Linked DNA regions of Sus scrofa: region 1 is linked to region 2. A link is a contact called in public Hi-C data. All regions are on one chromosome and are shown on one strand. Each heading gives the region's core, a stretch centred on a gene start, on an enhancer-like site or on the middle of the called end of the contact. The rest is flanking DNA. Distances are from core to core; before and after follow the strand shown.

Region 1 (4,523 bases), core at 859-3,358, 590 kb after region 2:
GAATTATCAATTCTTAGAAGAGTGCCTGTTGAATATGCATCTTAGACCATCTTCCACTCTAGAAAATTGATCCTACCGGCTACATGTTTAGTAAAAAACTCCAGTTACTTGCCAGTAAGATATTGTCCCCCAAATGTATTTATTCTGTATATTTTTTGTACTCTACCAGCTTTGTTTAGTTTCTAGAAAGCTTTTAGGCCCATTTCTAAGAGTAAACCAGATACTTAGCTGACATATAAAGAATGTTTTTGAAACATTATGAGCAATGGACAGGTGTGCAGTGATTAAAGGGGCAAAAGCTTTAACAACTACTCACAAAATTCTCTTTCCTCGTGAAAATTACATACGTAATAGGCAGCTAACAATAGTTACAAGATTCAATGCATGCTGAACAGAATCTTGTTTTCAAGAAAAAGGATGCAATATGGATGTGTAGCATCACACAAATATCCCATTGCATATGTTAACTGCAATACCTATGTCCAGAACTCTAGGAACGCTCTCATAATAATTCTATTAGTTAGGAATTCCTGATAATGAACATCTGTGTAAACCTGAAGCTTAATATATGCTTTGAAAAATAGTGCTTATCGAATTGAAAAACACGAGAAAAGGAAAATTGGCAACATGGACAGGTATTCTCATATATCTCTCACATTCTTTAAATATAAACAAGGTATTGTGACTAGTTTAAACATAAAAAACAGAACACAAGCATGATTCTATAATATGTTTGAACACAAATATACATGTTTATGTTCAAGTATGCGTATAAATGTTTAAAACTACCCCTTGGAAACAAAAGAGCAAAGAGCAATTTGCTCACCATCCAAGTCTTCAAGATTAACCTGCTGCAGCCATGGGCCAACAGTGCAATTGATGCCTCAGAGAGATTAAGATGATGCCATGATGGGCACTCTGCTTCAGACAGAGGAAATTAAAGGTGATAAAGGGATGCTCTGTGCTTTGGACAAACAAGCCTTCAGGCAGTTAGACACATTTCACCAAGAATTTTAACAAACTCTGCTTTTGCACCTTCCCATGCATAGAAAAACACTACAATCATTAAGCTGAGCTATTTGTTCTCTGTGACTAGCAGTGATCTTTTACCAAGATACATGTTAACTGCATGGATTTCCTAACAAAAAAAATCACATGTAAACTAGTCTCCTAACCACCTCTTAGGAACAGTTCCTCAGAGCTATTTGAAGGCTGTCTCCGGGGCTAGAGTCCTCAGTAAAGTCTTGAATAAAAAACTGAACCCACAACTCCCACGTTGTGCATTTTTCTCAGTCGACACCTTGGACCAGTGCATAGTTCAGTACTATGAATTACTACCAAATTACTTTATGGCTCTTACAAAATATACAATAAACTATAACCAACAATTGGAACTAAAAGGACACCGATCTCAGAGAACAAGCTTGTCCTCTAAAAGTATAGCAATAAATTATTTTTCACTCCTGCTTTCAAAGATGTCAGTAGATAGAAGGAGATCACTGAAGATGTTAGGGAAAATAAATATATGGCTGCAGCTGTAGCTTTTAGCAGGATTAATCTGGGGAAAAAAAAGTGCTGAGGAAAGAGTTCAGAGATTAGATGTGCGAGTCACTGGCTACAGTCTGAAGTGAGGAAGTCTTTTTCTAAAGTTTTACAAAAAGGAATGACTCCAGCTAAACAGTATAAAGAGCTCCAGGAGAGCCTTTCCCCCAACCCAGCTTTCCCCCAGAGCAGCCAAGAGGCAGTCGCCCCTCCACCTACCCCCAAACCCCCAGATCCCGCTTTCTTCCCCAAGTGTCCAGGGCCCAGGGGACAGAGCGAAGCCTCGGGCAACTCTGAACGTGCAGCTAAAGAATTGGAGGCTGCGGCCAAGGCGTCAGCCCCACGCGTGGTAGCTTCCAAAGGTGGTATTGCCACGGAGCGCCTCGTAGCTCCCTCGTTTCCTGGTTACGTGCGTGCCAGCAGAAACCAAAACCTCCGCCCGCGACTCCCGTTTCCCCAAAAGCACTAGAGCTGGGAACTACCGCGTCCGACGTGGGGACTCCGCACGCCTCATGGCGGGCGCTGCATTCCAGCCGCGCAGACTGCCGTCGCTCACCGCGCACGCGCACCGGGACTCCGGGGGAGCGGCCCAGGGCCCCGCCTCAGGGTGGGCGGACCTAACAGCTCCACCGCTGGCCAATCGTCTGGCGGATCCGCGCTGCCTCCGCCTCCTTCCTCCCCGCCAGCCTCTCTGGCTTCCCGGTTGCACGTGCCAGTGTTTTGTGTACGTGCGGCTGCAGCTGGGCGGAGAAAGGCCCGGAAGCCAAGGGTTGGGCAGCTAGGGCTCAACCAGAGTTGGGGCGCGGCGGGGAGGGGCTGGCCCGCTGGCCCTGGCGATCTTTAAATTCTCCTGCTCTTAGGCAGCTTGTGCACTCTTACCTGTTTGCAACGAGTGCCCCACCGTTTTGCTCTCCCAAGGACTCCAGTCCACTACTTTAGGCGGGAAATGCAGTTGCTTGATAGCAACCCAGAGGTGAGACTCAGGCCGCTTTTGTCCTGCAGGTTTAAGCTTCCGGAGGTCTGACTTCTTGGGAGCGCTAGCTAAGGTAATGGTGGATCAATGGACCCTGTGTCTTCAGAGCTGGAAAATTTTTGCAGGGGGGAGGATGTTCAATTTTGGGAGGGCGTGAGCCTGGACAAAGGCAAGAATGGTGCTGGAGCTGTTCTCTTCTCGCAGGTAGATATTCTGAAGCAACTGCTAGAGACGGGGGCCTCCGTCAACGCACCTCCGGATCCCTGTGAGCAGTCGCCTGTCCACCTGGCTGCAGGTGGCGGCCTTTCTTGCTTTCTTCTTTGGCAACTGCAGACTGGCGCTGACCTCAACCAACAGGTAACTAGGTAACTGATTGTTGTGTGCAACCCTCCCCTCCACCCCAAATCCCCTCAAACAATTCTTAGGCACCAGGATATTTAGTGGTTTCACTTTCATGAACTTGACCGTCTCAGCGATGTCCAATAGAAATAAGTGAGACACATAGGTAACTTAAAATTTTCTAGTCGCCATATTAATGAAGTAAAACGAAACTTGTAATTAGTCTTAGTAATTTAACCTAATTAATCCAAAATATCATTCTAATATGTAATCAATATAAAACATTACTGTTAAGTATTTTACATTTTCTTTTGATGTGTCTTCTCAATCCGGTGTGTATTTTACATTTATAGCACATTTCAATTCAGACTAGCCACATTTCAGGTGCTCATTAGCCATATGTTGGGCTGCTGGTTAATATACCGGACAGCATTTCGAAGGTCTACGATTCATTTCCAAAGGAACAATTGCTCCATTACCAAATGAAGTCTCAGGGTAGCTACTGACATACTTGTGACTCATGCTCATAAACAATATAATTTCTTACAGAACTGAAGGTAGTTTGCATCTTCCACTGAATATTAAAGCATGGTGAATTTTAAATTGTAATTTTTACTTTTATAGATTTCGATTTCGCTGTTATTCACTTAAAATTTAATGAATGTAGCTGTGGCTGCACATGTTTTTATTAATGACAACTCTATTTATTAGGGTACCAAGTGAACTTTATTTAAAAAAAAAATTAAAAAATTCAGTCCAGAACAATACAGTTCTAACTGGCTTCCTCAAACAATAGACTTTACCCAGCAACTTCCACAAGCAAGCGTTTTGGGGAGAGACTAAAATGTGCTGTCTTATTTGTAAGGATGTTTTTGGAGAAGCTCCACTACACAAGGCAGCAAAAGTTGGAAGCATGGAGTGCCTCAGCCTGCTTGTAGCCAGTGATGCTCAAATTGAGTAAGTATGAAATCAGTGGCTTCAAATTTTATATTTTCTTGGATTATACTAATCAGATCCCTGCAGTTTAATGACACGATGCTTGCCTAATTGATAATTTAGTATTATCATTTAAATGTCACCTTAGGCTATTAATGATATCTAATACTAGTTAATTTGAATAAATAAAGAATGGATCCTAAGCAATCATAGACGTAATTCTGTTCATGTTTTGTCAGTATTATATTTTAGTTCTGGTTTAGAAAACCCATGCTACAGGAGTTCCTGTCATGGCGCAGTGGTTAATGAATCCGACTAGGAACCATGAGGTTGCGGGTTCGGTCCCTGACCTTGCTCAGTGGGTTAACGATCCGGCGTTGCCGTGAGCTGTGGTGTAGGTTGCAGACGCGGCTCGGATCCCGTGTTGCTGTGGCTCTGAAGTAGGCCGGTGGCTACAGCTCTGATTCAATCCCTAGCCTGGGAACCTCCATATGCCGCGGGAGCTGCCCAAGAAATAGCAAAAAGACAAAAAAGAAAAAAAAAAAAAAAAAAAAAGAAAACCCATGCTACAGAAGTTCGCATTGACTTCCACTGTGTACTTAATCACTGAACTGAAAACAGAATAGTTAACTTTCATTCATTCAAAAGTGAAATGCCCACTCTGTGCTGTACTCTCTGCTAGCCACTGAGGATATAATAGCAAAAATAGAATTCCTCTATGCTTCCTTTGCTT
Region 2 (4,226 bases), core at 384-2,883:
TCTATGATTCTGGGGTCCTGGAAAGGTAAGTAACGTCAGTGGTCACAGCCAAGTGACAGAAATGGGACTAGAAACCGATCACATACTTTCTTAACCTACTCTTTCTAAGGACCCCTGCCTTATCTGTGCTCAGATCCACAGGTCAAGTTTCCTTCTCACCTAGGCAAGGAGCAAGAAGAGACTCCTAAAAGATGGAAATCTCCTTGATAACATATGTCAAACTTTCATTTTGGGGGGGGAGGATGAACAGATTTCATGAATCTCAAAAGGCAAAAATGTTACATGTATGTGTATATGTTTGTGTACAGAGAGAGAGAACCACCCCCCCACTGGCCTAGCAGATAAAGTTTAACTCTTGTCACCTGATGTTTCAAGGCTCCAATATTTTTTCCCAGTCCTCCTCCCCACTGTGGGCGTCTTAGGTTCTTCCCCACTGGCCACTGGAATCTAGTCTCAGTTTACTCCACCTCCCTGCTTTGTCTTGCCCCAGCCTTTCCCCTATGCTGTCGGCTTGCCTCTACCATCACCCCACATCTACAAATGCACCTTCTCCGGGAAGCCTTCCCACGGTCCAGGTGGAACTCCTTTGCAGACTAATCAAAGCAAGCCAAGGCCCCTCCAGCCAGGACCAGACACCACCAGCAAGATACTTGCCAACAAATCCAGAGGGAATAACATTTTAGAGAGCAGTTTTGCAATCTATTTTAAATTGCATGCCCTTTTTGATTAAAAACAAAAAACCTTGCCCCATCCTGGCTGGAGTGCTCCTTTAAGAACCACAAGCAGCCGGCCGGAGATGTAGTTCAACTTTATGGTCTGTGGTTTGTGTTATAAAAACAAGCAAGGTCTTGAAAATAAGAATACTGACTACCAGCCAGAGTGTAAAAGCCACTAGAATGTGATGTCTGGCAAGTGGTAGAGTGGTACGCCCTCATAAGTTATTTGTTGGACAGTTCGTTTTAAAATGTTTTGTCTACTTTAGACTACACTCACCCAAAATGATGCTAACACTAGCCAGCGTTCTCGCCTGCCCGTCAGGCACCGTTATAAACTGTAACTCCTCTAAGCTTCCCCGTAATTCCTAGAAAATTGTGACTATTATTACTCCCCTTTTACAGACCTGGAAACTTATCGCTAGGACAAACAGCACAGTGCCAGAACCAGGCAGCACCAACAGCTCCGAGAGGCCCAAGATCCGCGGAAGAGAAAGAAGATAAAGTGGGCCCCAACCTGCGTCGCGAGGGTCCTCAATACCTACCCTGAGCGCGTTACTCGTCCCGGCTGGGCCATCACGGCCCACAGCTCCCTGCGCCCGCGCAGCTCCTGAAGCTCCCGCCAAACCCCGCGCTGCTCCCAGCGGCCAATCGGGGCCGAGCACGCGGGCACGCCTCCCGCCCCGCGCCCGGTCTTACACACAGGCGGGCTAGGGCTCTTCCCCGTCCTAGAGCGCTAGAAAAAACCCGGTCTGGTACTGCGCTAGAGCGGATTTGGAGTCCAGGCTTTAAAACCAGTTGCTGACAGTGCATGATACGCCAAACATTTGTCGGGTTTTTCCTCTCACCCACGTGCCTCGCCCTTTTTCCTAAGTTCCAAAGAGTCAGAGCCGCCAGGGCCCGCCCTTGGGGGCGGGAGGGGGAGGAGCCAGAGCCGGAACTGGAGAGGGCGCCCGCCTGTGAGGGGCGGATCCAAACCCAGGGTGGGACCGCTGGGTGCTTAAGCGCCTGCGCAGCTATCTAGAGTAAAGATTTGGAAATAAGGTTTGATTTTTAGTCTGCCAACGCCTGTAATCAGTTGTGTCATCTTGGCTTATTATTTTATTTCTACCCCAGTTTTTTCACTCATAAGTGGGGAGGGCCTTTTCTGGAGCTAATATTCTCTGATTCTTTACTTTCTCTCTAAAAAATGCATTATCCTGCAAAAGATGATTTTGGACCCCTATCACCCCCCCAAAAAAAATAACTCACTCAAAATGGATCAAAGACCTAACTATAAGGGCTAAAACTATAAAACTCTTAGAAGAAAATATAGGGCAAAAGCTTTATGACATTGGATCTAGCAATGATATCTTGAATCAAGACATCAAAAAGCACAGTTTAGGATGATGAAAGAGTTCTAGAAGTGGCTAATGGTGGATGGTTGCATAGCCATGTGAATATTCTTAAGTAGTGCCACTAAATGGTACAGTTGAAAGTGGCTAAAATGCTAAACTATATGTTACGTATATATCACCACAATAAAAATTATTAGAGTTCATGCACATAATATAGCATATACAAAGATAAAATGGAGCACACAGATGGTCACCACTGGATAGGAAATTAATATTTATCATTCCTGGAGTTCCTGTCGTGGCTCAGTGGAAATGAATCTGACTAGTATCCATGAGGACAAAGGTTTGCTCCCTGGCCTCATTCAGTGGGTTAGGAATCTGGCATTGCCAGTGAGCTTTGGTGTAGGTGGCGACATAGCTTGGATCTGGCATTGCTGTGGCTGTGGCATCGGCTAGTGGCTATAACTCTGATTGGACCCCTAGCCTGGGAACCGCCATATGCCATGCGTGCAGCCCTAAATAGACTATACACACACACACACACACACACACACACACACACACACACACATATATATTTACTTAATTACATAATTACAAAGTAATACATATATATATATTTATTTATCATTTCTTCCAAGGATAACCACACTTCCAATGTTGCGTTTCTCATTCCCATGTTTTTCTACCTTGCTATATTCCTAAAATGTTATTTATTGTATATTTTTAAACTTTATACAAATAATATTTGGATGTATTGTGCAAGTGCTCTTACTCAAAGATATAAATTTTAGGTTTATTCACAGTGATGCATGTAGCTCTCATGCATTCATTTTTGTAATGCATTAAGTAAATATATCACATTTTCTTTATTCATTCTTCTATGTATGGATAGATCAGTTGTTTTCAGTCTTTCTGCTGTTACCAATGATGCCCAGCTAAACGTCCCTGTAAGTGTCCTGCAGGGTACACAGCTACGAGACAGGGATAGACGCAGCAGAGCTATTATTGTCTCATGGGATAGAGACATTTTCAGCTATGTGAGAATGCCAATATTTACACATTGTTTTATAAGCAATTAATAAAATCTTCCTGGTTACATATACTTGTCAATACTTAGAATTTTCAATACTTTAAATGTTTTACCTAACTAGCAAGTTAAATGGTATCTTATTGTGTTTTTGATTGCATTTCTCTTAAGTTGATCATATTCTCCTTGGTTATAGGTCCATCCTGATTCCTTTTCAGAAAAATACCTGCTCACCCCACCTATGAATCACTAGGGCAATTGCCAGAGAAGAGTAAATTGCCTTTGAGGTATTGAAGGTACTTCCCCACTGAATGTAGAAATAGTGTTCCTGGAATCTCAGAAAATTGTCACCCTTAAGAGTGTCAGGGGAGTTGTCTCGTGGCGTAATGGTTAACATTCTATCCCAGGCCAAGGAACTTCTGCATGCTGTGGGTGCTGCCAAGAAAGAGAGAGAAAGAGAGGAAGGAAGGAAGGAGGAAGGAAGGAAGGAAGGAAGGAAAGAGGGAGGGAGGAATAAGAAAGGGAATGTGGAAAGGAAGTTTCATTTCCCAGGAAAGCGACTGTTGTCAAACCTTTTGTGCTATGGGTCCAAAAAAAGAAACTATCCAGTTGTTAAAACAAGAAGAGGTTCAGTGCTCTGGATGGAAATAAAAACTCAAACCAAATAGGTTTAAATAATAAAGCAATTTATGAACTCATGTCACTGAAAAGTCCAGTGCTAGGATGGTTGTCAAGCTTAGTTTGAGCTAGAGGTTGGAGAAGCCATCAAGGCTTTGAATCCATTTTCTTGCCCTTCTTATATGGTCAGCCTTTTCCTCAGCCTGGATCCTGCCATTATCATCATCATCGCCTGGATTTATTGAGCTTTTACTATGATCTAGTCATTGTTCTAAGTGTTTAGTATTTATGAAACCATTTAATCCTCTCAGTAACCCTATGTGGTAGGCTCCAGAATCCCACTGTACATATGAGGAAACTAAGCAGCAGCCCCGCAGGTAGTAAGTGGCTCTGGCTGCACTAGATCTGAGGACTCTGGCCCAGAGCTTGCATCTGGCAGCCCTTCCAAGTCTCACCTCAGAATTCCATCCTTCAGAGACAGAGAGCAGCTATGTCCCAGCATTCCCAGAAGAAGGCCTAAGATTTACT

The links. A called contact is a pair of places that touch in the nucleus more often than the background predicts.
Region 1: a contact with region 2 is called in a Hi-C map of liver, with 3 times the contacts expected there. The contact joins the promoter of LRP2BP here to the promoter of CENPU in region 2. A contact is called at or near these places in 3 of 47 Hi-C or Micro-C datasets (heart right ventricle, liver and skeletal muscle).

What each region holds. Positions count from the first base shown.
Region 1 is chr15:46,443,548-46,448,070 of Sscrofa11.1, forward strand. It overlaps LRP2BP (LRP2 binding protein), which reads right to left and starts at 2,109. Exons shown (of 11, transcript NM_001243566.2): 1 at 2,043-2,109; 2 at 2,025-2,040. The coding sequence starts at 2,056. ANKRD37 (ankyrin repeat domain-containing protein 37) reads left to right here and starts at 2,242. Exons shown (of 5, transcript XR_002339222.1): 1 at 2,242-2,588; 2 at 2,720-2,872; 3 at 3,720-3,811.
Region 2 is chr15:45,849,828-45,854,053 of Sscrofa11.1, forward strand. It overlaps CENPU (centromere protein U), which reads right to left and starts at 1,634. Exons shown (of 12, transcript XM_013984043.2): 1 at 1,259-1,634. The coding sequence starts at 1,290. It overlaps PRIMPOL (DNA-directed primase/polymerase protein), which reads left to right. Exons shown (of 15, transcript XM_021076332.1): 15 at 1,119-1,225. The coding sequence ends at 1,138.